Regions from separate parts of the Rattus norvegicus genome. Here regions 2 and 3 are each linked to region 1. A link is a contact called in public Hi-C data. All regions are on one chromosome and are shown on one strand. Each heading gives the region's core, a stretch centred on a gene start, on an enhancer-like site or on the middle of the called end of the contact. The rest is flanking DNA. Distances are from core to core; before and after follow the strand shown.

Region 1 (4,529 bases), core at 1,173-3,672:
CACACACATATACACATGAACCAAACACACATGCACACACATATATACACATCACATACACTACATATACACACACACATGCACACACATATACAACCCACACACCCACATGCACACACACACCACACACATGCACATGCACACACATACACCACATGCGCACACACATACACAACACACACACACACACACACACACACACACAAAGACAAAGTACAGAAAGGCGATGAACACTCACAGAGTGATCTTCACTGCTTCCTTACTTTCACCTTGGAAACAAGTTTGTGCTTCCACAGACCGTGCACTCCACATCGGCATCTGTGCACACGCCCGGCACTAAGTAAGGCATCCTCAGCTCTCGCCTGGCGTGTGATGGTTTTCTAGCAATACGATGGACTTGGTAGTCGTCCTCTCAGCCTTTTCTCTATATGCTCTCAGAATATGGTCCTACAGCACGCATCCTAACACAGACAGGAACCCACCAGCTTCCTCTTTAAGAGCAGAGTTTGGCAGGGCTAAGCAGTGGTGGCACACACCTCTAATCCAGCACTCCAGGCAGATCTCAGTGAGTTCGAGGCCAGCCTGGTCTACAGATCAAATTCCAGGGGAGCTAAGGCTACACAGAGAAACCTTGTCTCTAAAAACCAAAGAGCAACATTAGGGCTGAGGATGTAACACAGTGATAGGGTGCTTGCTTAGCACTGAGGCCCTGCACTCCATTCCCAGCACTGGGGTGGGGTGGGTAGCTGACAAGGAATGGAGGTCATAACAAAATAGAAAGAACTTAGAGAATGAAGTTCTTTCTTCTATGAGACTAGCAAAGATTTCAGACAATGAGATTAGTCAATATTGGCAGATATGTGAGAAAGTGAAAGACTGAATGCAGTCACCTTTAGTAGGTCCTACTAGGCGCTTTTGGAAAGCAGTTTAGGGCTGGAGAGATGGCTTAACAGTTCAGAGCTCTGACTGCTCTTCCAAAGGTCCTGAGTTCAATTCCCAGCAACCACATGGTGGCTCACAACCATCTGTAATGGGATCCTATGCCCTCTTCTGGTGTGTCTGAAGACAGCTACAGTGTACTCATATGCATAAAATAAAAATAAATAAATTAATTTTTTTTCTTTTTTTCGGAGCTGGGGACCGAACCCAGGGCCTCGCGCTTGCTAGGCAAGTTCTCTACCACTGAGCTAAATCCCCAACCCCAAATAAATTAATCTTTAAGAAAAAAGAAAGCAGTTCAGCAATCTAAATTATAGCAATACCAATTTTCTTGAATATTGATTCTCTCTAGGGTTGCAGAAAAGACAAAACTAAGGTTCAGTGTGGCTCCGCTGGGAGACCGCCCACCTGATGCCCAAAGCCCTGAATCCATCACCACACAATCCAGATGTGGCGCCTTCTGTAATCCCCAAACTCCGGAAGCAGAGACAGAACGACCGGAAATCCCAGGGCATCCTCTGCTACACGTGACCATGCCTGAGAAAAAAATATTCAACCCAATATTTTCACTGATCTTCATAGTACAAATGTTTGTAACTGTGTAAATGTGTGTGTGTGTGTGTGTGTGTTTCAATATAAAAAAAAAAAAAAAAAAGACCCTAAAGTGAAAGACAGATCGGTGTGTGACTCACACCTGGACCGCAGCTTCTGGGAGGTGAGAACAGGAGGATTGCCATGAGCCAGGCCAGCGTGGACCACAGATTGAGTGAGAATCTTCCTCAGAACAAAAGGGCAAAACAAATTTTCTTCCTCCTCCTCTTCCTCCTCCTCTTCTTTCTCTTCTTCTTTTGAAATGGAGTTTTACTGTGTAGCTCAGACTGTCCTAGAGCTCAGAGATCAGCCTGCCTCTGTCTCCCGAGTGCTGTGGTTAAACAGATACACACATTTTAAATTAATTCTCCAAAATTCCAACCTCCCCTTTAGCCAATCCCACCCAATGCTTTTCACCCCTCCGGCTCTGCTTTTCTTTAACAAGACTGTTTCCCTCAACCACGTTAGTCAGAACACTGCCAATCTTCCCAGGGTGCCTGAGTTTCCTGCGGCTTGTTTCCCATCTGGATTGAGTTGTGGCCCTTGCTGGGGAGATGCCTGTTGTCCCATAGTGGAACACAGTGAGCTCCTACTGTTACTTGTGTCTCTCTTGCCAGTATTTACTCTGGATCTTGTCTTTTCTGTAAAACAAAGTGTTTGTTTCCAATTATGTATCCAGTTTCTTAGGTTCTATATGTAAATCTTCACTTAAATCATACAGTGAAAGGAAGTCCTCAGCCATCTGGGCAACTACCTTCAAGTCACAAAAATGCTACTTGGTGCTAATTTGTATTTGAGGAGAGTGCAGGAATTAATTAGACAAGTTTGTAGCTGCCTGGTGTTTGCTCCTGACAATGAGTCCCAGCAATTACGTCACTTTAAGCTTTTCCCCGGAGATTAGTTCAGGGAGTTTGCACTAAGTAGCAAGTTGTTGTCATGACCCTTTGCCTAGATCTTTCAAAACAGTCATTCGATGTGTGTTTTCCATAACATACGCACTGAGTCTCATAATCGGGAGAAACAATTCTTAGAATTTTAGACTGACATAGGTTAAGCTTAGGTCTGGGATAATCGCATAGCTGGGATTTCACAACAGTAAAAAAAAAAAAAAAAAAAAAAAAAAAAAAAAAAAAACCGAGATCTGACGACCCAAAGTACACTGTAACAGTGTGTAGAATTAACTATTAACTTTCAACAAGTTTGATCAATAGAGCTCTTTCCAGAAAGGCGAAGAATTAAGCACTTTTTCTCTACAAGGGTTACTACACAGTTTAAAGTCCCCACGGAGGAGCGGCCCTTAAAGTGACAGTGCACCTTCATCGTTTGTAAATTTCCACTACCGCAGCCAGCTGGGCTGTGTCCCTTGGCAGCAAGGGCTGTGACCTTTCTCACAGCCTAGTATTGTCCTTGGGATGTTTACGAGCATCTATACACGCCATACGACTTCTGGAGGGACAAGATCGGGAAAAGAAAACAGGAACTGTGAAAGAAATTGAAAGGGAAGAGGCAGAGGACGTTAGAGACCTTGAAGGGCTCTGTGTCCTCCTTGCTCCTGTCAGGCACACAGTACTTAATTTACATACAGCACAGGGCGTGTGCAGGGAAATGGAGCACTTGGAACGTAGACTCCGGCTAAGGTCCTACCATTCCCGCTGTTCCCAGCAGTTGCTTAGGCAAATTTCAGGGCATCTGCTCTGTCACTTTCCTTCTCAAATTCTATAAATAAGGGGGCTTTACTCAACCCTGTGAGAGCTCTCTCAGTCATTCAGCTGAAGGGTTACCATGATTTAAGTCCATGGAGCTTGAACCTCATTTCAGTATCTATCTGAGCCACTGCAATGCAGGCATTAACCAGCTCTTGACGTTCAGCCCGATTTATGTCATTTGTCGCTGCTAAATGTGCTTCCCGATAAGCAGCGCGGGCCAGCCCAGCTGGAAGAAGGTTCCAATCATTTCCATCCAATCCTCTTGCCTCCAGCAAGCAGCCTTGCGGCTCAGAAAGTTCCTGGTGCCCAGAATGCTTTGGGAGCAGAGGTGGAATTAAAACCAAGATCTCCGTTAACCCAGATTCCTAATCTGGAAGCTTTTTGTATCTAGAGTAACTAAATGCCTGAGTAACGTCTCCCTTGGACAGTCAGAGAAAATACTGGGTGGATTCATGAATCTCTTTATTTGGATGAATTGATCATGTGTAAAGTGGGAGAAAGCCTCTATGTAAAGTCAGTGTTTGTCAGCACTGAGGAAGTGCTCTCAGATTTTCCCAAGAAGTATTTTAGAGGTGTCTTCTAAAGCAGGGTTTGGTTTTGGTTGAGACAGGCTCTCTCTAGATAGCCAAGGCTGGCTTAGAACTCTTGAGCCTCATGTCTCAACATTCTGAGTGCTGAAATCGCCAGGCGTGTCACCTCACTCCGTTTGTAAAAACATCCGAGGGGTTGGGGATTTAGCTCAGTGGTAGAGCGCTTGCCTAGGAAGCGCAAGGCCCTGGGTTCGGTCCCCAGCTCCGAAAAAAAGAAAAAAAAAAATCCGAAACTGTTCGGCAAAACACAAATGACCAGTTTTCAAGAGAACACAGAGGGACTCTTAAATCACCACCTCATAGGTGGTGGTGATGCACGCCTTAAACCCTGGTGCTAGGGAGGCAGAGGACTCTGAGTTCAAAGCCAGCCTGGTGCACAGACTGAGTTCCAGGCTGTTAGGCTGACCAACAAGAATCCCTTCGAGTTGTCAAACTATTGAGTTCCTCCCACCACTCCAGCAGGACCTGCAGCTCTTCACGTCTACCTCACGGTGCTTAGTGAAACACATGGAATCCCAACGTCTCTCTACAATACGTGGGTTTGATGTTTCCCAAGTATGTCTTTTTGAACATTTACGTGGATTCAGAAAAGAGATTCCTTCCATCATTGAGTTTAGAAACACAAACCGGGGCTATTTAGAGGGGTTATTAAGGAAATACACCTGAGTTTGATCCTCAAAGTTTTTCTCAGGCCTTTGTATGC
Region 2 (4,529 bases), core at 825-3,324, 120 kb before region 1:
GCTTGCGCTAACTACCCCTCCCCTTGGTCAGAACATAGAGGGTTTAAGATCATGTTTTGCTGTGAAATCAATTCAGCTCACCTGAAACAGGTGCTGAATGGTGAAAGCCCCCAATCAGTTGCTTTCAGCATGTGTCTTAATTTTTCTGTCCCCCGATTCTGTCTTCTGTACCAGAGTCTGAACAGGTAACCACTTCAAGGGATGTCAGTGACAGATGGGCCACGGAGAAAATGTCAACAAACACAAGAAAGCAAACTATGCAGACAGTCCACCCAGGCCGTTCGGTCAGGAAACCATAGATAAATCCAACTATTGCAGAAAAGAAGAATTCCCTGAAACATCCGTGCATGAGGCAGTGAACTCAGATTTCCAGCATGATTGGCAGAGATTGGCTTGGACCTCTTTCATTCTGCTTCCCTGTCCCTGGGAAGAAGTGTCTTCCTGCAGCACAGTGAAGGCCCCTTTCAGGTGGTAGTTTTGTCTCCTGCTTTTAGGGGCAGGAGAAGTCAGAGTACTTGTGTTAGTTACTTCTCTATTGCTGTGATAAAACGCTAAATCACCATGACTATGCCGGGTGGCGGTGACACAGGCCTTTAATCCCAGCACTTGGAAAGCTGAGGCAGGTGGATAGCTGTGAGTTTCAGGTCAGCCTGGTCTACAGAGAGTTAGTTCCAGGACAGTCAAGGCTACACAGAGAAACCTTATCTCGAAAACAAAAACAAACACATGTCGACGAAGGCAATTTATAGAAGGAAGATTTTTGGGGGGGTGGGGGTGTTATGGTTCCAGGACTTACACTTGAACTGCAGGGAAAACATGGGGCAGGGGCAGCTCACATCTCAAATTGTGAACAGGAAGCAGCTGGGAATGCCTGGCAACTTTTGAAACAAATTCTGTCCCCAGTGATACACTTACTCCAGCAAGACTACACCTTCTAAGCTTCTCTGATCAGAGCTACCCACTGGGAACCAAGTATTTGTCTGAAACTGGGGGTGGGGGGGGGTCATCTCAAACCACCACAGTACCAGCACCTGTTCTTTTCATATAAACCAGTTGTCTCAACTGCCATAGAATGTTTATGTACTGTGAGGGAGGGGTAAACTAGTCTTTGAAAAAGATGTATCCCCCGGATGGAGGGGGTGGTGCAGTGGGGGAGGACTTGAAAACTTCATCTTAGTCTTAATAGCCTGAGTTCGTGTCAAAGCTCCTCGTGATCACAGGACTAAGTCCATAAAACAATTTTTCCTTAACCTACTGCAGGCATGTGGCACCTTATGGGTTCTCAATGATTAACTGTGAACTACTAGTGAACAGGTATTACCTATATAAACTTCCCTAGTCAATGATAGTGCTTATAGAAACCTTGGAAGTTTACCTAGAGACAGATTCCATCGCCTTACTGTGGTTGACCCTGGGCTTTAGTGCCATCATCCATAAAGCAAAGACGATGGCACCTATTTCACGGGATTATGAGGAGGAATAGGTAAGGTAAAGGGTGTAAAGGCTTCACACTTTGTTCAGCAGATAACTACTAATCAGTTATTACTATGTTTATGTTCCCTAAGAGTCAGTGGCTACGTTTATGGAAGAGGTCGTAACTAGAAGGCAGACTGGATTTGGCAGGCAGTCACAGCTCCACAACTATTAAGATTCTGTGCCATTTGACCAGTGTATTTAAACCCCTAGGCAGGCAAAAAATATATACACAAGGGAAGAAACTTATTCATGGCAAATTTTTCCTCCAACACCTTTGCAAAGTGAATAAACTAGGAATAAAATTTAGAATTTTGATATAGATGTCTGGAAAATGCCGGCTGCGCCACACCCACTCCGGAACAAAGCCAGGGCTGTCACGGCTTCGTCAACATGACTAGCAGGAGCGAGTGGCTCCGGTCTACATAGAATGGCACCTGTCACGCCTTTAAAACCTCCCGCTCCATCTCAGCGCCCAGGCACAGGGACCGGTTGACTGTCCGCTCCCGGGATCTCCGCGCGCGAGCTCCGCGGCCGGCGTGCGGCGGACAGCCCCTGACGTCATATCTGCGCCGGCACCACCGCAGGCCCCTTCTTCGGCTTCCGCCTTCTCTCCCGGCGTCGCTTTCTGGAAGGTTCGTGGAGGCGGCGGCCAGGGAGACCGTTACTCCACAGCAGGCCGGAATCCGTGTCCATCGGTCCTCCTGAACCCGCGCAGACGCCATCAAAGTCGCCATGCCGGAGAACGTAGCTTCCCGAAGCGGGCCGCCCGCAGCGGGGCCGGGCAACCGCGGGAAAGGCGCCTACCAGGACCGCGACAAACCGGCCCAGATCCGCTTCAGCAACATTTCCGCGGCCAAAGGTATCACCCCTCGCCGGCCCGCCTAGCGGCAATACGGCCCAGCCTCTCACTGTGACCTTAGCCTTGGGTGGGTTGTGTTCCTTCAGAGGTGGTCTCGTCCGGTGGGCGCAGCTTTCTACTGAGTACTCCGGCGTGGAGGCCTCGGACACGCCCCATTGTGGGTCGCGGTGCTCCCTAGTTCATCCCCTGCGGGCTTGGGCGGTGTTCGTCACGTTGGTGCGGACAACGGATGGTATAAGATGCTGAAATGCAATGATCCTTGAGATCTGACGCTTCAGAACTAAAGCTTGGCTGTTCGTTAAACCTAGTGGTAGACGGCATAGTTAAATGAACTTTCTTTTTTGGTTCCGTGGATAGACAGCATAAATTCCACTTAACCTGCACGTGGGGAACATGATGAAAAACAGACAGGCCTGAGTTTTATTCTCTGCATGTGTTATTTCATGTTTTTGACCTCTGAACCAAAGTTCCCTTACTATCAGTCCGGGGAAGATAAATCTTTGCTTTCTGTAATTGTGAACATTTAGAGAAACCGAACTGGAGAAGAAAAAAAAATATGGAAGGAAAATTAAGAACAAAGCTTTTAGAGATATTGCCAGGGTTTATTTGGGTTGGAGAAAAAGATGCATGATTCGAGAAGTGAAATTGCTGTCCTGTCTTTGGAAAGTCCTGGAACCCAGGGAATCATTGGCTTTATTTTCAATAAAGCTGTAAGTTGGGTGAGGGAACAGTTTATTTGCAGGGTTGCTGGGAGAATTAAATGTGAACCTGTACGAAGTAAACCTTGGGAGTATTGCAGTCAACCAGCCCAGGTGACCGCAGTGTGTTGGTGCTGTGAGGGTGCAGGGTGGACCTTAAGGAGTTGGAGAAGTTGGCAAGGTGGTCGGTCGAAGAGTCTTTTGGAAGTTTGGAGTGAATACCTGACACCTAGAAATTTATTGGGTTCATTAATTATGTATGTGGTGGTGGAGTTATTGGGATGTTGAAAAATCGAGCCGATTGAGTGACCAAAGAGTGTATGCTATATACAAAATGGGATGTTTTTACTTCAGGCAGCCATCTTTGCTAGGGTTTCTATTACTGTGAAAAAACAGATTACAGAGTAACCTTTTTTAAAGATGGATTTATTTATGTAATTTATGTATATGGGTGTTTCGTCTGTATATTTGCACACCAGAAGGATTGGATCCCACAGGACCGTGGTTATATATGGTTGCTGGGTGCTGGGAATTGAACTCAGGAACTCTGGAAGAGCAGCCAGTGCTCTTATCCATCTGCTGAGCCATCATCTCCAGCCCTTCAACCTGCTTTCTTACCAGCCCAGGACCACCAGCCTAGGGATAGCCCCACCCACCCACTATAGACTGAACTCTTCCCCTCAATCACTAAGAACATGCCCTACAAGCTTGCCTGCAATTGACTTTTTCTTAATCAAGATTCCCTCCTCTGAGATGACTTTAGTTTGCTTGGGTCAACTTGATATAAACTATCCAGCACCTGTCAAAAGCACAAAAATTAAAACAGGACAGGAGTCGTGCACGTAGGAAGGATTGGTTACCAAATTGCCTGTAAAGCTATCTAGTTACTAAAAGAGCAAAGGGCAAACTAGTTTTTCCAAGTTAGAACAAAACCCTAGGGAGTAAGAAAGGCTTCTTCCAGATACAGCTGGAGTTTAGTTCATTTTGGAGTTATCCGTCCCCTCTGAAAAAAAGACAGTGGTACTTGCTTAATGGTGAGGAAGACTTCACAGACAGAAAATACTGCTAGCTCAGTGTGAACCATTTAACAGTCACTAGCTTGTCTTACAGACCTTCTAGAAATGTAGAGTCTGAAATACGGTATTTTTTGGAGTAGTGAATATCTTGAAACAGGTCCACTAAAATCATCTGAAACTTTGATTATGACTGCTAGACCAAAGTCATGACATATGTAAAATATTAGTATTATACGAGGTATATCTGTTAAATTATTCTTTACCTGATGTGGGCAAAAGCATACTAGTTAAGAGACATAGACGAATTATTAGACTATGGGTCCCACATGTGTGTTCTCAGCGGATTATGTTTTGTTGGGGAGAGGAAAAGCTAATGAATGTGCTGTGTACAACACTCGGGTTTTAGCTGTTTGCTGCTGCTTGTACTGTTAAATGAAAGAAGAAATAACACTAAGAACTTAAGACTAGATTGTGCCATTT
Region 3 (4,529 bases), core at 1,206-3,705, 120 kb after region 1:
CTAAGACTATCTTAAAGATTACACACACACACACACACACACACACACACACACACACACACGAGCTCTATTGCCAAGGATGAAGTGGATTAGACATAATTGCTTCTGGGTAAGGAAAAGGGCAGAGGGAGGGAGCTTTACTTTGTTTCTTTTGTCACTGCTAGAACTGTTAACAAAGATAGAATATATGTTTATTTTTTTAAGATTTTACTTTTCATATATGTGAGTACACTGTCACTCTCTTCAGACACACCCGAAGAGGACATCGGATCCCATTACAGATGGTTGAGAGCCACCATGGGGTTGCTGGGAATTGAACTCAGGACCTGTGGAAGAGCAGTCAGTGCTCTTAACCACTGAGCCATCTCTTCTGCCCCTGAATGTAGTTTTATTTAATTTGGGGGTTTTGGTTTGTTCTTTTGTTTGTTTTTGAGCTATGGATTCACTATGCAGTCCAGGCTTCTTGCCTCAGCCTCCTGAGCCTTGGGGTTACAGGCATGTAACCACACTTGGAAAACACTGTTTGTTTGTTTGCTTGCTTTTAATACAGGGGGCTGGCCTGGAACTCTCTATGTAGACCATGCTGGCCTTCAACTCACAGAGCTCTGCCTGCCTCTGCCTCCCCAGGGTGTGTCCAGCAACAAAGACTATTTTTCAGAAGGGCATACATATACCTGTAATTCCAGCAAGCACTAGAGACAAACACAGGAAAATTTTGAGCTCAAGGTCAGCCTGTAATCTATGTAGTTACAGGGTACAGGGCCACTCGGGAGGTAAAGGCAGGATGATCACTGCCAGTTCTAGGCCAGTGAGGGCTATCCATCAAGTCCCTGTCTCAAAAGAGAAAAAGGAACTGACGAATTAACTCAATAAGGTGCTCTGATTTCCACACTTGAGCTGTGCCAAGCGGCCCCTGACCCAAACAAACGAAAACAATATAGGGTAGTATGAGGTTGTATGTGTATTCCGGGGCAGAAATGTTGTGTAAAAAATAACTTCCTCGTGGGGCTATATGTTGTATTCAATGGAGCATTGCACATAACGTCTCCCATACCTATTGAATTCAGGTATCAGACTCCGTTTTTTTACATCTCCATATCCCTATTCATGGGGGTAGAACAGATTTTAACGAGTCAGATTTGTGTTCCGAACATTTGTTTCTGTGTATAGGGATAGCATCTTCTGACTCCAGCTGACACTTAATTTATTCTGTAGCTGAGGATGGCTTTACATCCCTAATCTTCCTGTCACCTCCTCCCAAGTGCTGGGAGTACAGGCCTGTGCCATTATGCCAGGTCAACTGGTCTGTCCTGGAGCTCTCCCTATAGTCCAGGCTGTGTTTCAACTCAAGAGATGTGCCTGCCTCTGCCTCCCAGTGTGTGTCACCACCACCCAACTGCTGGTTGTCTTAAGCAAGCCTAATCAGTAAAACTGACCTGGCACTTGGGAGCCATTTGTTAACCTCTGGGCGACGGACATTAAGGGCACCAAGTTGAAATAAGTTGACACAAGGTCAGTCTATATGCACTGTTAAGTTGGTAAAAGGGCTTTCAGTGTTTTTAGGACTGAAATTAACTTCTTGTTGAAGCAAGTCTGGGGAGAGAGTTAAATTTCTAAGGAGGTTTGCCCAGTAACTAACCGTTTCTAGGACTCCGAGACCATGAGGCGCCAAAACTGCACTCCCCACAGTTTATGCCAGCCTCTGCCCGTGTTATTCCCGTCCCCAACTGCAGTGTCCAAACCCAGGTCTTTACAATGGATCCAAGGCCCAGGGCCTACCATCTGCCACCTATGTGTTCGTTGCGGTCCTTCGCCTCCGCCTATCTCGATGTAGAAACAGGGCGTGCCCTCCCTTTTGCGAGCACAGACCCCATCCGAGGGGCGGGTGCTGGGGCCCTAGGCCGAGGCCCCTGAGGTTGGCGGGAGCCCGAGGGGGCGGGCCGCCAGGGAACGGGGAAAAGCAGAGAGGAGAGCGGCGCGCGCGCGGCGCTCAAACTCGCGCCTCCTTCAGCTCACGGGCGAACCCCACCCTCTTCGTCACCAAAGGAGCCCAGCCAATGGGCGAGCCGAAAAGGCCGGGCTTACAAGCGAGGGACGGAGAGGGGGAGCCACGCGAGGGGGAAGGGATGTCGAAGGCGGGCTGCACTTGACTGACAGCTGACTCCAGCCAATCCCCCGTGAGGCTTCTCCGCTCTCCTCTTTGCTGGGTTCTGTTCTACGTCCCACCTTCTCTTCCTCCACCCCCCCTCACTCCTTTGCGTCCCGCCCCGCCTCCCCTCCCCCACTCTGCGGGCAAATCACTGCTGGAAAGAGGCGGGGGCCTAAGCGGCAGGCTCGTGTGGAGCCTTGAGGTAGAACTGACGGGCGCTCGGACCAATAGGAGGTAGGCTGATGACACGGCTGTGGCCGGGGCCGACCAATGGGCGCGCGGCCTGGGGGCGGAGGCCCAGGTTCCAAACGCTCCGCGGCGCCATGGGCTGAAAACTCAACCGAGATGGAATCTCCCAGTCTGAACCGGTTTCAACCGGTTCCGAGTTTGAGGCACTAGGAGGAGGGGGAGAAGCGGCTGCAGCGGCCGCGGCAGGAGCAGCGGGAGCTTCAGCATCAGCAAGAGCAACAGTAGCTACAGCCCCGGCAGCCGTACCTGTTCCAGCCTTTGCTGCAGCAGTCGTGCAACCATCCCGAGGGGGAGGGGGGAGCCACCAGTCGCTGAGGAGCACGCGAAGGGGGGAAAGTTTAGGCTAGCCCGGGTTGGGGGGGCCGGCGCCGGAGCGGCGTGAGCGAGGGAACCCTGTGTGGTCGGGGGAGCCGGACTGCAACTGGCGGCAGAGCGGCCCTGGCCGTACGGACTCGCGCTGCTGCTCCCGCCGCCGCCTGTGGCTGGAGGGTCCTGAGCTCCGTCTCACGGACCGGCCCGCTCCCCTCCCCCGTTCTTCCCTCTCCCCAGCCGGGCGGGAGCATTTATTCCTCGGATTAATTCCCCTTTTTGGTGGGGCGCGTGTGTGTGCGTGCGCGCGTGTGTGTGTGCGTGTGTGTTGGGTGGAGTTGTCCCTGGAATAGTAAATATTGAGCTTTTTTTTTTTTTTGCCCTTCTCTGCTTTTTAATTTCTTTTTTTTTTTAAGGTGGGAAAACTGTGAAACCCACCTTGATTTCCTCCCCTCTCCCTCCTCCCCACCTTCCCTCGCCCCAAGCCCGGACAAGGAAGGAAGAAGCAGTTGGTTGAATTTCTGGGTAAGTCGGTCGTGTGCTCGGGGCCGAGGGTCGGGCGGCGGCGCGGCGGGCATGAGGCGCGGCGGGCGCGGGGCCCTCGGCAGAGCCTGCGATTGAATGGAAGCGCTTCTGTCGCTCGGTGATGGAGGCGGGGAGGCGGCCGCGGGAGGGGAGTGCTTGCTGGGTCATCGGCGTGTGCGGGTGGCGGTGGAGGAAGGCGAGGAGCGTGGTAGTGAGTCTGAGCCCCTGCGCGTGGGTGGAAGGGCTTCCCCAGTCCAAAGGGCTGGGGAGAGTTGGGGTGATTTCAGGAACGTCTCTGTAAATTATTAGGAGTGGAAGTTTCCAGAAATATTTAGTGCAGCAGCATTGAAACGTCCGCCTGCATCACGTGGCCCCCTCGGTGGAGAGCTTGGGATGGGGGAGGGAGGGGCTACCGAGTCCCTTCTTCTGTGAAGAAACTCGAAAGCCTTGTGGGTGAATTTTTGTTGTTGTTGTTGGTTTTGTGAGTGTGTCTGTGTGTGTGTAACAAGAAGTAGAAAAAAACCGAGTTAATTTCTCTTTTCGGGGATCTGCAAGTGAGGTTCCGTGTTATAGGATTTTTTTTCGCCCGGGGCTTACATGTCTTGTTGGTGGAACCGCGAACATAGTGAATGATGCCCTCCCTGATTCTCCTTCTGGTTTCTTGAGTTTGGGGTGGAGGAGAGGAAGTGGTGGTTGTAGAGGATGCACTGAATACTCGCCGAGGCGGGACCTCGGATCACTCAGAGGACATGCTGCAGAGAGAATAGGGCGGTGAACTTAAGGCGCCGGGTCTAAATGCCTCCTCCGAGTATGGGCGGGGTGAATGCGTGCTCCTGTGAGCTATAGTTAGAAGTGCTGAGAGTCGTTCGGGTGGGAAGCCAGGGGAGGGCGGGCCCTTCCTAGTGAGGCGTGTGTTTCTTACTGAATGAAGCAGGCGATTGCCCACACACCGAGTAACAGTCTTTTGTAGCGTCTTGTTTTTTGACTTCATGTGAACTTACCTTTTAGATGGCAACTGGTAGTTAGTGTGTTGCTGCTTGCTGTGCCATTGAAGGTATATGGATACTCACTTGTAGAGTCTCAGTGGTTCCCTACTGTGAGTGCATTTTTGGGAGTGGAGGACACCAATGAGAAAGGTGAACCATTGAGAAAGTGAACACTCCCTCCATAGCTGCATTATTACTTAGTGCATGATTATGTATATTAAGCGGGGCGGAGGGGGGGTCATTGCTGATAAAGGAAAGAATATTTGGAAGCTCTTTGATTGGGGCTGCTAAATGTGCTCGGCATTGACCAG

What was found. A called contact is a pair of places that touch in the nucleus more often than the background predicts.
Region 2: a Hi-C map of liver shows a contact between it and region 1, with 5 times the contacts expected there. The contact joins the promoter of Cct4 here to the enhancer-like site in region 1. A contact is called at or near these places in 6 of 12 Hi-C or Micro-C datasets (frontal cortex, hepatocytes, liver and 2 more).
Region 3: a Hi-C map of kidney shows a contact between it and region 1, with 2.0 times the contacts expected there. The contact joins the promoter of Xpo1 here to the enhancer-like site in region 1. A contact is called at or near these places in 3 of 12 Hi-C or Micro-C datasets (kidney and mammary epithelial cells).

What each region holds. Positions count from the first base shown.
Region 1 is chr14:101,314,774-101,319,302 of GRCr8, forward strand. No RefSeq gene overlaps it. Among named protein-coding and RNA genes, the nearest start is that of Rpl27al4, 62 kb to the left of the region's middle. Within about 2 kb of position 2,423, at least 68 of the 93 cell types and tissues checked have an H3K27ac peak or open chromatin away from gene starts, as enhancers often do. A contact at or near this core is called in hepatocytes, kidney and liver, where this site is marked.
Region 2 is chr14:101,190,983-101,195,511 of GRCr8, forward strand. It overlaps Cct4 (chaperonin containing TCP1 subunit 4), which reads left to right and starts at 2,075. Exons shown (of 14, transcript NM_182814.2): 1 at 2,075-2,335. The coding sequence starts at 2,209. LOC134481877 (a long non-coding RNA gene) reads right to left here. Exons shown (of 2, transcript XR_010057758.1): 2 at 1-4,529.
Region 3 is chr14:101,431,995-101,436,523 of GRCr8, forward strand. It overlaps Xpo1 (exportin 1), which reads left to right and starts at 2,456. Exons shown (of 24, transcript NM_053490.2): 1 at 2,456-3,232. LOC134481879 (a long non-coding RNA gene) reads right to left here and starts at 2,252. Exons shown (of 3, transcript XR_010057760.1): 1 at 1,780-2,252.